2 separate regions of the Rattus norvegicus genome follow, and region 2 is linked to region 1. Evidence: chromatin contacts called from public Hi-C data. All regions are on one chromosome and are shown on one strand. The core of a region is the stretch at or near the end of the contact, and the rest is flanking DNA. Distances in the headings are between cores, read along the strand shown. Region 1 overlaps Kcnq2 (potassium voltage-gated channel subfamily Q member 2). Region 2 holds the start of Eef1a2 (eukaryotic translation elongation factor 1 alpha 2).

What was found. Hi-C and Micro-C count contacts between places; a contact is called where the count stands out from the background.
Region 2: a contact with region 1 is called in a Hi-C map of prefrontal cortex, with 2.0 times the contacts expected there. The contact joins the promoter of Eef1a2 here to the enhancer-like site in region 1. A contact is called at or near these places in 3 of 12 Hi-C or Micro-C datasets (frontal cortex, liver and prefrontal cortex).

The regions. Positions count from the first base shown.
Region 1 is chr3:188,608,372-188,614,438 of GRCr8, reverse strand. Kcnq2 (potassium voltage-gated channel subfamily Q member 2) reads left to right here. Exons shown (of 16, transcript NM_133322.2): 2 at 3,228-3,318; 3 at 4,247-4,373; 4 at 4,705-4,880; 5 at 5,942-6,067. Among named protein-coding and RNA genes, the nearest start is that of Kcnq2, 20 kb to the left of the region's middle. Within about 2 kb of position 3,673, at least 15 of the 93 cell types and tissues checked have an H3K27ac peak or open chromatin away from gene starts, as enhancers often do. A contact at or near this core is called in prefrontal cortex, where this site is marked.
Region 2 is chr3:188,650,212-188,656,278 of GRCr8, reverse strand. Eef1a2 (eukaryotic translation elongation factor 1 alpha 2) reads left to right here and starts at 3,646. Exons shown (of 8, transcript NM_012660.2): 1 at 3,646-3,897; 2 at 5,168-5,386. The coding sequence starts at 5,243.

The DNA.
Region 1 (6,067 bases), core at 2,424-4,923:
GACCTGGGACCTATGCCCAGGAAGATCGTCGGGCCCGTGCATCTCTTAGGGCCAGTGTTGTTGGAGGTTTAGCTGAGGCTGAGAATCCTGGTGTCAGGTGTTCTCTGAATGCTGCTGGCCGTTGCTATGGACTGATTCAAGCTGGAACATGCAGTGAGGGACCCTGGAGCATCCTTAGCTCTTGTTGGGGGAGAAATGGTCTTGACTTCTGACTGGTGATTTGAGTGATAGGGTATGATGTCTCTCGCACCAGCTGGTTCTCTCTCTGTCTCTTGGAGTTCCCTTTCAACTTTTGAACTCCATTCTTTGTGTCTCTCTTGGCCCAGTCTCAGAAAGACACAGGGAATTAGGCCCTCACCATCCTCCTGGACTGGATATACTGCTGGCACATGGTACAGACCCTGGCATGGTGTATTCACAGGCCTAGATGGGTCTTCCTGGTACCTGTTATTTTGAGAGTAGGGCAATTAGGTCCTAGGTGGGTGTTGGTGGGGTCAGTGTTGGGTAATGGAGTGACATTTTCTTTCTTTCTTTCTTTCTTTCTTTCTTTCTTTCTTTCTTTCTTTCTTTCTTCTACTCCTCCTCTTCTTCTTCTAAAATTTATTTATTTACATCACATCCTGATTGCAGCTTCCCCTTCCTCCTCTCCTCCAGTCCTTTCCTCTCACCTTCCCTTCCTCCCATCCACTCCTCCTCCCTTTCTCCTCAGAAAAGGGAGATCTCCCATGAATATCAACCCACCTTGGCATATCAAGTTGCAGTAAGATTAAGCACATCTTCTCCTGTTGAGGCTAAAGAAGGCAACCCAGTCAGGGGAAAGGTTCCCCTTTGACCACTAAGTTAGCCAGGATTCCCAGGCATCTGGCTGAGCCTTCTTACCCATGAAAGTCAGTTGTGTATATCAGTGTGTGGCTGTGCTAGTACTCCCCACCAGCCAAGCACAGGTCTTGGTGTTGCTATGTTTTCAGGTGGATGGACACTTTAGTCAGCAACTGTAGCACAGGTGACTGTCAACAGTGCCTGGGTTCTTGAAATCATGGAGGGTGGAGATGGTATTGGTCTCAGGGTCCTCTGTGGTGACAGAGGCCTGCCGAATGGGGGGACAGGATAGTAAGCATCTATGAGTAAGACCTGCAGCAGGTGCTCTGGGTTAAGGTGACTAGGTGGCTGCCTACTGATAGCACAGGATGGACATAATCTCTGGTATATACCAGGCTCCATCAGTGGACTGCTTGCACTGCTGTTACCTTCCTGATAGGCCAGTTCTACTTTGGGAATGTGAAACCTGGACCTTGAGGGTCTAAGGCTGCCAGACTGGTGACCCTGGTCTTTTCACCCAGACAGCGGGCTACTGGACCTGCTCACTGTGCGCTGTCCTCTCAGGATGTGGAGCCCAGCTTTGGGGGTTCCTGGTTCTCCTGCCTCTACCTCCTGAGTGCTGGGATGATAAGTGTATTCTCTGCTGGCTGCTAAATTCAGGAAATTGAGTATTCTAGGCATGTACTCTGCCAACTAAATAGGATCCCTAGCTCCTTGTTTTCCTCCTTATGTCTCATTCACTGCGGCTTGTCTGAAAGGGAGGGGCCGGGGCCAGGTAGAAAGTAGACACAGCACCCGTTATGGTGAGAGGTGAGCTTGGAGCAAGACCTATTCTGGCCCTCAGCCACCCACAGGCTAGAAAAGTCAGGGGTCTCGAATATGCAGGGGCAGAATCCAAATGCATCATCTTCAGCAATAATGGGCTTCATCATCTGCAGCTCTAGAGGTGCGGCCACAGCTGGATTCGAGTGCTCAGCTGGCATCAGCTTTTACCCATAAGCACCCCTGAGCCCTGGACTAGAAAGGGGGCATGGTCTCAGAGACAATACCCTGAGCCTGCAGCAGAGGCCATCAGAGAACAGCAAGAGGGAAATAGTGACCTAACTGGCGGGGACAGTGGTCAGTTCCACACATTAGGTGAAGAGGGAGAATTGTGTGGAGGCAGCCTGACCCCTTAGACTCTCTTTTGCCTGAGGGTGGGACTCATGATGGACTCTAAGGCCCAAGCAGGAGCATGGTAGCTTCCCATCATAGTCATCACCATTATTGTTGTCATGTGCTGTGTGCGTGAATGGATGCCTGGGTTTCGAAGATAACGTGACTGCTGGCAGGTGGGGGCGGGCACAAGCAACTCCTTGAGCAAGAACGCTTGTGGTTCAGGCAAACGTGAAGTTCTTCTGGGTGCCTTGTGGCCAGGCTTGTTTCACGCATAGGACCCAATGACTGTGTTTGATGTGCCTGTTTCGTGCGACAGGCTGTCATCTTCAGAAAAGTGTTAATAACACTCGAACGGCCTAAGAGCCAGTGGGCTCCTGACATGTGCACACCCCATGTCCACGTGTGGGCCTCATTTGTTTTGGAGTCTGCCTAGAGTCTGCCTCTTATGTTTTAACTGCAGTTTCTCCAGTCTCCCAGGATAAGTTGCAGATGTGGTGGTCTTCAGCAGGCAGTATTCCTGTTATACTGCCTATCGTGTTTAGGCACGTGTTAAGGGGCACTTGGTGTGCCCCTTATCAAAGGCCACAAGCTAGATTCCTGTGGAAGGACTATGGCACCTGTCCTCTGTAGAGCTCTGGGGTAGAGTAAGGGAGAAGGAATCCCACTTGTCAGAGGATGCAAATAGCCACGGAAGGGGCAGAGATCTTGCAGGAGAATTTTGGCAGGTCAAGAAGGGTCAGGTAATAATAATAATAATAATAATAATAATAATAATAATAATAATAATAATAAATTATGAGAGATAAAGATAGATAGATAGACAGACAGGAAGGAAGGAAGGAAGGAATCATCAGAGCTTATAAAGAAGGAGAAATGGAAACACTGTGGCAGCTAGGGAAAGGCCAGAAAAATGATCTGAGAAGTTCTTGTTCAGCACCCGATCTAGCTGGAAGAAAAATTTTCTGTCTCTGAACCTAGGGAGGAATTGTTGTATACCAGGAAAAAGAATCAATATTTACCCTCTGTAGGGCAAGCAGTGTGGAGTTGGTTCTTTTATTGTTTCTGCCGCACAGAGGAGCCTGGTCAGCAATTGGTGTGATTCTGGAGTCTTGGGTAGCAGGAAGCAGGTGCGGACTGGCCCCCTGCTGTGCTCAGAGGACCCGATAAGGTCTCATCGTGCTAGCTAATAGACAGAGGTTGCACTGACAACTGCCTGCCCACTGACTGCAGGTTTCTCTCGCCTCCTGCAGGTTTCTTTTAGTCTTCTCCTGCCTTGTGCTTTCCGTGTTTTCCACCATCAAGGAGTATGAGAAGAGTTCCGAGGGGGCCCTCTACATCTTGGTAAGCCCCATTCTTGGGTAGGGCATGGGGAGAGGCCTGAAGGCTGGGAAATGGGCCTCTGCATGCAGCACGGCCTGCCTTCCAAGCCCTGGACCTCTGGTTCAACCCTGATCGTCTAGTGAGCCAGGACTTCTGTGTACACGTTCTCCTCCAGAGCAGTTAGTGTTCTTTCTTGCATACACAGCCACTGTTGCTCCCAGCATTGTGGTGTAGACCTCAAGCCCCTTCCCAGCCTCCTAGTCCCTAGAGGTGGTATTACAACATCCCGAGGTTCTCACCATCCCCCCCCCCCCTTTCCGCCCTGCTCTCTGGAGCCTCAGTACTCAGATGCCCCCGCTGAAGTGTGTGGTGCTTCCCAGAAGATGTGGGTGAAGGGGTGGGAGGCCATGATGCTCACTCGCATAAACCCTGTGACGGGACAGGGGTGGGTGTCATGGAAACAGGATCGTAATTTCTCTGTTGCCATTGGTAACGGAGGTGGCCCTTCAAGAATGATCCCACTAGAGTGCTTTTCCACCCACTTTGCCCCACTGCCCTGGAGCTGCCTGAATTCTAGAGGAACCTATTCTCCCTTTGGTATGGCTGCGAACTCTCTCAGCTCAGCCCTGTTGTGCCCACCCCTCACAATGGCACTAGAGCCTCCCACTCCAGCTCAGAAGGGAGGCAGGAAGGGGGTTCCTTTGGTGGTCTACAGGCCAGGACTTGCTGGCAACAGTAAGTCCCTGGAGGATCTGTTTCTAGCAGGGATTCAATCCTGGCTGACATGAGCTAGGTGCCCTGTGGGGCTTGAGCTAAGCCTGAAGCTCTGATTTCTAGCTTCTGATCCCTGGGGCTTTAGCCATCCCTGTCCCAAAAGTGTCATTGTAGGATAGAGGTAGCCCTCCTAAAGCCTGGTCGTGTCTTCATCCGTGTTCTTCTCACCTCCCAGGAAATCGTGACCATCGTGGTATTCGGTGTTGAGTACTTTGTGAGAATCTGGGCTGCAGGCTGCTGCTGCCGGTATCGAGGCTGGAGGGGCCGGCTCAAGTTTGCCAGGAAGCCATTCTGTGTGATCGGTGAGGCCTGGTGGACATGGCCACCAGAGTTGGGTCTGGGGAAGGAGTTGCTTTTGTCTTGGCCACAACGGGCTAAGTGAGAGGGTAGGGTCTTCTGGAAGTTCCTTCTTATCACTGACTTGGAACTGGAGGCCATGGCTAGCAGGGCCTAGGAGTTGGGAGGGGGACAAATTGCTGGGCAGTCTCTCCTGGAGATCACAGGTAGGCAGGGTGGGCACTGAAAACCACCCTTCCCAGGGCCCCACATGCCCTTGCATGTCTAAGGGGTCATTGAGTCCTCCTCTGGGGGCCCTGGGGAGGAGATGCTGTGATCTGTGCCTGTCTCCCACAGACATCATGGTGCTGATTGCCTCCATTGCTGTGCTGGCTGCTGGCTCCCAGGGCAATGTCTTTGCCACATCTGCACTTCGGAGCTTGCGGTTCTTACAAATCTTACGGATGATCCGTATGGACCGGAGGGGCGGCACCTGGAAGCTCCTGGGATCGGTGGTCTACGCTCACAGCAAGGTGAGCAGCCCTGGCCCAGCCTGGGCCTTGCTGTTTTCCATAACCTCAAGGCTCCAGGCTGCTCAGCATTGATGCAGTCACGGACCTGGCAAGATATAAAGGAGCCTCTCCTTTTATCCCACGGCTGACTGTCTTTCTCACCTGTCCTTAGAAGCTGTTTTCTATTCTTTTTTTTTGGTTCTTTTTTTTTTTTTCGGAGCTGGGGACCGAACCCAGGGCCTTGCGCTTCCTAGGTAAGCGCTCTACCACTGAGCTAAATCCCCAGCCCCGCTGTTTTCTATTCTTAGTGTGAGCGATCCTTCCTGTTAGCTGGCAACCCCTGTAGCTGAGCAATTTCCCTCCCTGGTTCTGAGGGCCTGGATCGATAGATACTCTGCCTGAATCACCTGCTTAGGGGTTGTTTAAGTTGTGGCTTGTGGCGGCTGCTGACCAGGGTACTCATGGCGTGACTGTGGGTACACATTCTGTGTTGAAGGAATCCTCAGTGGCCAAGACCTGGTTTCTGCCAGGTTGTACTATGGGACCTTTGTTCTCATTGACTCAAATGCTCTCTATCCTGCCTGGGCCCTCTTTTATTTTTGTCAGCCATAATCGTGTGGGGTCAGGCACTGGGCTCTGGGGAAGCTGAGCTCCCTGGGGGCCTGGTCTCTCTCCCCCCTCTACACTGCACACCCAGTGTTGGGAACTGAGTATATGCCCATTGAGGCTTGCACCCCTTCTTGGGGATATCTCCACAGTGTTGGGACCCCAGCTGCTGTGTGTGGGGTATATGCTTCACCCAGCCACGGACAGGGTGTTCAAAGGGCTGCTGGATGCTCTGCTCGCAGGTCTAAAACAGTCCGTTGAAAGTTGCATTGTACAGCCAGCAGTCACTCTTCAGTATTCAGGACAAAGCCCTGTTGTCAACCCTGACCAGTGTCTACTCTAGATGTACCTTGCTGGCATCAGGAGGGGACTCCATCCTCCGAGTCTCTTGAGCTGCACAGTTGAGGGCAGGGCTCCCATGCTGGGCTTCCAGGCTGGCCTGAATGGGAAAATGATGTGGCTTCCTGCCTTTGCAGGAGCTGGTGACTGCGTGGTACATTGGCTTCCTCTGCCTCATCCTGGCCTCGTTTCTGGTGTACTTGGCAGAAAAGGGTGAGAATGACCACTTCGACACCTACGCGGATGCACTCTGGTGGGGTCTG
Region 2 (6,067 bases), core at 2,397-4,896, 42 kb before region 1:
TGTATCTTCACTTGCTTTTAAAAGGATCTGCATGGAACTAGAAAGATAGCTTAGCAGTTAGGAACATGTACTGTTCTTCTGGAGGACTATTTCTAATATTAACATGGGGTAACTTACAACTATCTGTAACTCCAGCTCCAGGGGCTTCTATCTCATCTGCACATACATGCACAGATGGGCCCCAATATGCATACTTTAAAATCTTTTTTGTTTTTTTGAAGGACTGCACCCTCTCCATGTTGCAACCTCTGTGTCCCTTTGTCCCCATGTGTGGCTCTTGGTGACTGATGGGATGCTGGCCTCCCAGGACTTCTCCTGGACCACGTGGACTGTGGTTACTCCTAAGGTTGGCCGTTCCCTGTGCTGTGACCTGAAGACTCCTGTTTCTGGGTGTTTACTGGATGCAGCACCTGCTCTGACCCCAGCAGTTGGTCTGCGGTGTGACCTCCCAGTCTGCAGAGGGTGGAAAGTCCTTGTGTCCTACAGTGCCTGTCATACTCTCACTGGTTTTCAGAGATGAACAGCTCTTTGCTCCTTGGATGTTGTAGGGCTGGGCTCCCTAGAGAAGGAGGGAGGAGCCTACTGCCTGGTGAGCTGCTGCTCACCATGGCAACAGCTCCCTGTGGCTGTGGGCTCCCTGACAGACTGGGGATGCCTTAGATGCACAGACCTCATGCTTTGCGGGGTAGCATATTTGGGGTCTTGGCTAGCCTAAAATCTGGTGTTTTCCTGTCAGGAAGGTATTGATTGTTGTCAAGGAGAGGTCCCAGAGCTCCCCTCATCACGGAGACAGTTTATTTGCTGCCCCAGGAGCATACTTAGTCTCCTGGTATCTGCCTGGAAGTTGATCTCAAGGGAGGCTTCCTAGGACTCAGGCTCAGGTAGATGGCCAGTAAAGGGCTCTATGGCCAAGGACTGTGCTCAGAGACCAGAATGCATCTAGCAGCTCAAATCAGGGTGGATCTCTCTGGAAACTCTCAGACTAGAAGGTGTCCCAAGCCTGACCCCAATCCTGTCCCTAAGACCCTTTATAAGTAAGCCACTTGATCCCAGTGACATACATCTGTTGGACATTGATTCCAGGAGGCTGTCCTGGCCATAGCTCACAGAAGGCACCCACACAGGTGGTTAGCCGGGCACCGCAGCTATTATTAACCTGACAGTGACATCACCACCAGCCAATGGGAGGCAGGTTTATTTGCAGGGCTGGCAGCTTGATAACGGTTAATTTTAGCTGGATCTTCATTTCCAACATTTGTGAAACCCCCACCAGCCAAAGAGGTGGTGCTGTATCTCCCCAAACAGCTTGAAGATAGCAGGTGGGGGTTCCTGGAGAGGCTGAGGAGGGAGCCTGAACTTCCAGGTTGCCCTAGGAAGAACCCTGGTTTCCTGTAGCCTCTCCTTGTTTGCCCTGCCCCACCTCTGTGAGCTTCCCAGGGTCACTGTGACCAGTAACTGAGAAGCAGGCAGGCTACTGAAGGAACAGGCATAGTAGAGGTTGTGACCACAGGTGAGACCCAGGCTTCTGTCCGGAAGTTACACTGTCTTGATTCTAATGCTTTGAGCTACCTACTCGTGTGGTCTCAGGCACTGAGCTTAGTTTTTCTTTGCAGTTTCCTCATAGGTTTTGGGGTCCCTGGGCCTACTAATAGGACCTGCTGCTGTTTAGTATCACAGACTTCTTAGAAGTTTAAGTGATGCTAACCATGCAGTGGAAGAGGATAGAAGCCCACACTTCTGGCAAGGTGCTACAGTGGAAGGTGGGAGGCAGGAGAGACATCCATAGGCATATGGTAGGGTCAGGCTGAAGCCCTCAGGACCTCAATGCCCCCCTAGAAAGTCCCATCCCAGCATTACTTCCTGAAGATTCAGTCCCAACACCGAACTTGGGAGATACGTGCAGGCTCTGCTGCTGGGGCTACTGGGTATCTGGCCATTACTTAGCCCTGCTGGGTTAGTGGCTCCTGGGAACTGCTGGCCACAAGGCTATCAGTGGGCTGAGAATGTTATTGATCAACAGTGATACCTCTTAAAGATTTGCTTTCTGCATATTCCCAGGGTCTCTCATACCGACAAAGCCTTCAGGGATTTGCAGTGAAGGCAACGTATATCCCAATGACAGGGAGGTATTTTTGGCCTGCCTCCCCTAGGTCAACGTATAGGTGTTTCAGGCAGAACATGACCTCTGGTCATCAAGGGTCAGTCCTCTAGATGGGTAAACTCCTGGCCTTGGGTCTTGCTGGCTCTGCCTCCCTGCCGTACACAGAGAGAGACTATGTAGAGAAAGGGTGTCTGAAGAAGACTCCAAAACTAAAGGGAAGGTAGCTAGTCACAAAGATTCTGGGTGATGGATCTCTTTATTGAGCCCACTCTGCCTCCTGAATCTTAAACCAGGCCTGGTCGTCTCTGTGTAAGAAGGAAGGCATTCCGGGGACAGATGAGTCGGACAAGTGGGTGGGGTAAATGCTAATATCTTGCCCGGCATTTATTTTTAATTCCTGGCTCCCAGTCGACGGCCTCAGCAGTCTTCAAAATTGCCAGGTCATCCGAGAGGCCTGCCTAGTCTCTGCCTGCCCTCTGCCAGACAGACCCTCAGGCTTCACCTTACTCTCTCCTCATAGCTGATAGCTGCCCTAATTGGTCACCCATCTCCAGGGCCCCTCACGGGGGCTGCCTCAGTAGTTGGTGCTGGGCCCTGACCCCGGTCTTCTATGTCTAGATAGGCACAGGCCTGCTGTTATTCAGCATACTCAAGGAACCTTTGCTTCCTACCTTCTTCCTACCTGCTTCCTACCTGCAATGACAAAGATTGGGTGGGTAGGGACAGGTGGCAGCATTGGAAAACAGGAATGTCTGGGTCAAATGATAGGCATCTCTGAAGAAGTCCTTGGTGACGACACATGGTGGCCACAACCCCCTTAAGGCCAGTTTTGGATATCCTAATCTTCCTAGAAACCTCAGGGGCTCTCTAGTTCCTACCCATGGGGCCTGAAGGAGTTTGGGGGGGTCTGAACTCTGGATGTTCTTAGTGGCCTTAGCTAAGACCGTCTGACCAGAAATGCAATCAGGAGTATGCCTTGACTTTGAGAATGGGTTTCATAAATTCCCTATACCTAAGGGAATAGGTATAAAAAACCTCTTTCCAGAGCTTCCTAAGAAGGTTGGATCCGGGCTAGACTTGCTGATGGCCTCAAGGACCTGTCATGTAGGGTCTATGTGAAATAAGCACCTGTCCCGGGGGTAGGGCATCATGGAAAACCTCTGGAAATTGAGCTTCATGTTCATTGGGACTCAACCATGAGCAGGGCCAGCAATGGATGGCCACAATCAGGGCTTGCAGGGATCTTGACCTAGGCTTGGACCTCTTCTCCTGGGTCTACTTGCTGGTTCCCTGTTTTGTGTTCCATTTTCCTGGGGACATTTTTATGTTGGATGTACCTTTTTTTCCCCCTGCTTTCAAGCAACCACTGTCTCTGCTACTCCAGTTCTTTCTACTGCTTCTTTCGCCTCTCTCCATCCCTGCCCCTCCTTTCCTGGCTCTGTTTCCCTGCCCCCACCTCTGAGCGCTGCACCGCCCTTTTGCCTGTTTTTCTCTCCTGGTCTGTGCTCTCGCTCGGTGGTTCTCTCCCTCGCTCGGGTACATCTCTGCAGCTGCGTCCTCTCGGATCCTCGTTACGCCGGCCGGCGTCCGTGGGTGCGCGGCCCCTGCGTCCGCGCATCGTTCGCACCCCATCTGCCAGCCTCCCGGCGCCCGCCTCCCCCCTCCGGTACCGCATTGCCGTACTGCAGGGGCGCAGTGCATTGCGCCGGCACCGTCAATAGGTGGACCCCCTCCTAGAGAGATAAAACCGCCGGCGCCAGCGCCACCAGTCCCTCTGACTGAGACCTCGGCTCTGGGTAAGGACGCACAACCCGGTCTGAGACCCTTGATTAGGTTTCCAACCAGGGTTCGCCTTCCTGTGAACCCGTCCTGAGGTAGAGGGGGACATGCGGCACCTAGCTGGGCTGCACCTCTGGGCTGGGAGGGGGTGTCTCTAGACAGGGCATGGTGGGGTCCCCGTGGCAGTCGGGTAGTAAGTCCCTTAGGTGATTGTATACTTGGTGACAGGGGTTAGGGAGGGGGATGTTTCTCCTGAAATCATCATGCTGTCACTGTGACCTTGGGGCTTGCCGGGGGTTCTGCGAGGCCGATCGTTGCAGGTGCTGGCATGGTGGTTTGGGGCTCTGAGGATGTTCGTGATTTGTCAGAGTAGGGCGGGGGGTGGTGATGGTAGTGAAACCTGAGGACCCCTATTCACGTTCTACGGTGGCTACCACCCTAGGATGCACCCCCATCCCACCAGGCCCGAGATTCTTGGTTGACCTCTAAGATGCGCAGGTACTAAGACCCAGGGCCTGGACCAGATGGTAGGGGAGAGGGTCGGGGCATCTCTGAGGGCACTTGCTTAGCTGGGCCAGGTGGGATTTTTATTCTTCTGGCTAGAACAGGGCACTTACCTCTCGGCCCTGATGGCTGCCCCCTGCCTGTGGGGAGGGCCTGAGCTATTCTGGGCCTATGCCTGGGCACCATCCAGCTGTCTCCTCAGCCAGCCTGTGGGCAGAGGGAGGAAGATGGCGCCCTTGCCTGAGGAGGGGCTGAGGAGTGCTGGCCTTCTCTTCATGGTGGCAGCAGATGGGGGTAGGGCAGTGTCCATCCCTGGGGTGTGTGTGTGTGTGTGTGTGTGTGTGTGTGTGTGTGTGTGTGAAGGAGGGGGGTGGAGGCATCGAGGACAGGGAGGACAGCGCACTGTAGAGCTGGGCACAGTGACTCATCACAGGGCTCCTGGCTGCTCCAGGGGCTCACTCAGTCTGCTGCTCTGTGATGTCCAGACAGGATTAACCCTTCCTTAAGGAACTTTCCTCCAAATCAACTCTCCAAACACTTACACACTAACGAACCATTTGGGTTAAGGTATAGGGTAGAGAAACAGGTGACTTATGAATGCAATGTGTCTGGACACGTTTAGGACAAGGGTTTGGGGGTGGAGGGTGTCATTCTTCCCTATCCAGGCTCAGGTGAAGACTGGGTCAGGAAAAGAGCTCCCAAACAATGCAATGGTGTGGGTATCTCTGCTGGGCTCTCTTAGGGCCCCCTAGTCACCTGTTTCTCTTGTCCCTGGCCCCACAGAGTTCCTGCCCAGCAAATACCCTCAACCCAGAGCCAGAGCCCCCACAGTGCCAGCCCGTCCCTCACTCAGGCAGAATGGGCAAGGAGAAGACACACATCAACATTGTGGTCATTGGCCACGTGGACTCAGGCAAGTCTACCACGACAGGCCATCTCATCTACAAATGTGGCGGCATCGACAAGCGGACCATCGAGAAGTTTGAGAAGGAGGCAGCAGAGGTGAGGACCTGGGGGCCTGGTGCTTTCTTTCATTGCCCAGTTTACCTCCTTCAGTGCAAGGGGATATGGGTAGGTAAACAGAGCAGTCTCCTGAGAATGTTGCTAGATCTGTCTCATACTGAGGGAGGGGGAATTTGTGCCCTCCCCAGGTCCATTATAAGACTCTTCACTCTTGGCCTCGGTGGGCCAGTGCCAGGGGGCCCTTCAAGCCTTATCCTCTTGCTCCCCAGGACTGAAACTGGGCTGAATGTGGTGCTGCCCTCACTTGTCTTCCAACAGCCAGGGCTCAAGGATGCTATTAATAGTTGATTGATGGGCAGCAGGCTTGCCAGCTCCACTTTCTCCAGATAAGCTGAGGAGGGTTGCTGATCTAGGATGATACCTGGAGTAGGGGGGATCTTGCTAACCTGTTCCTGGTTGAGACCTACGAAAGAGCAGTGATTGTAACTGGATTCTCTTCTCTGCCCCTACCCCTGCTCATTCTGAGAAGGGCTGGCTCCTGCATAAGAGCTAAGGCAGGCCTGAGGACATTAACTATCTATGCAGAGCTCTTGCTCCAGTGTGTATATGGGACTTTGAGCCACAATTCTGTGTGTCTAGGCCTGATGCTTTTTACCTTTTAGAGGGTGTGATTTTAGGGGGAGGAGGTAGGAGGGATTTGAGGGTTTGAAGGTCACTTGG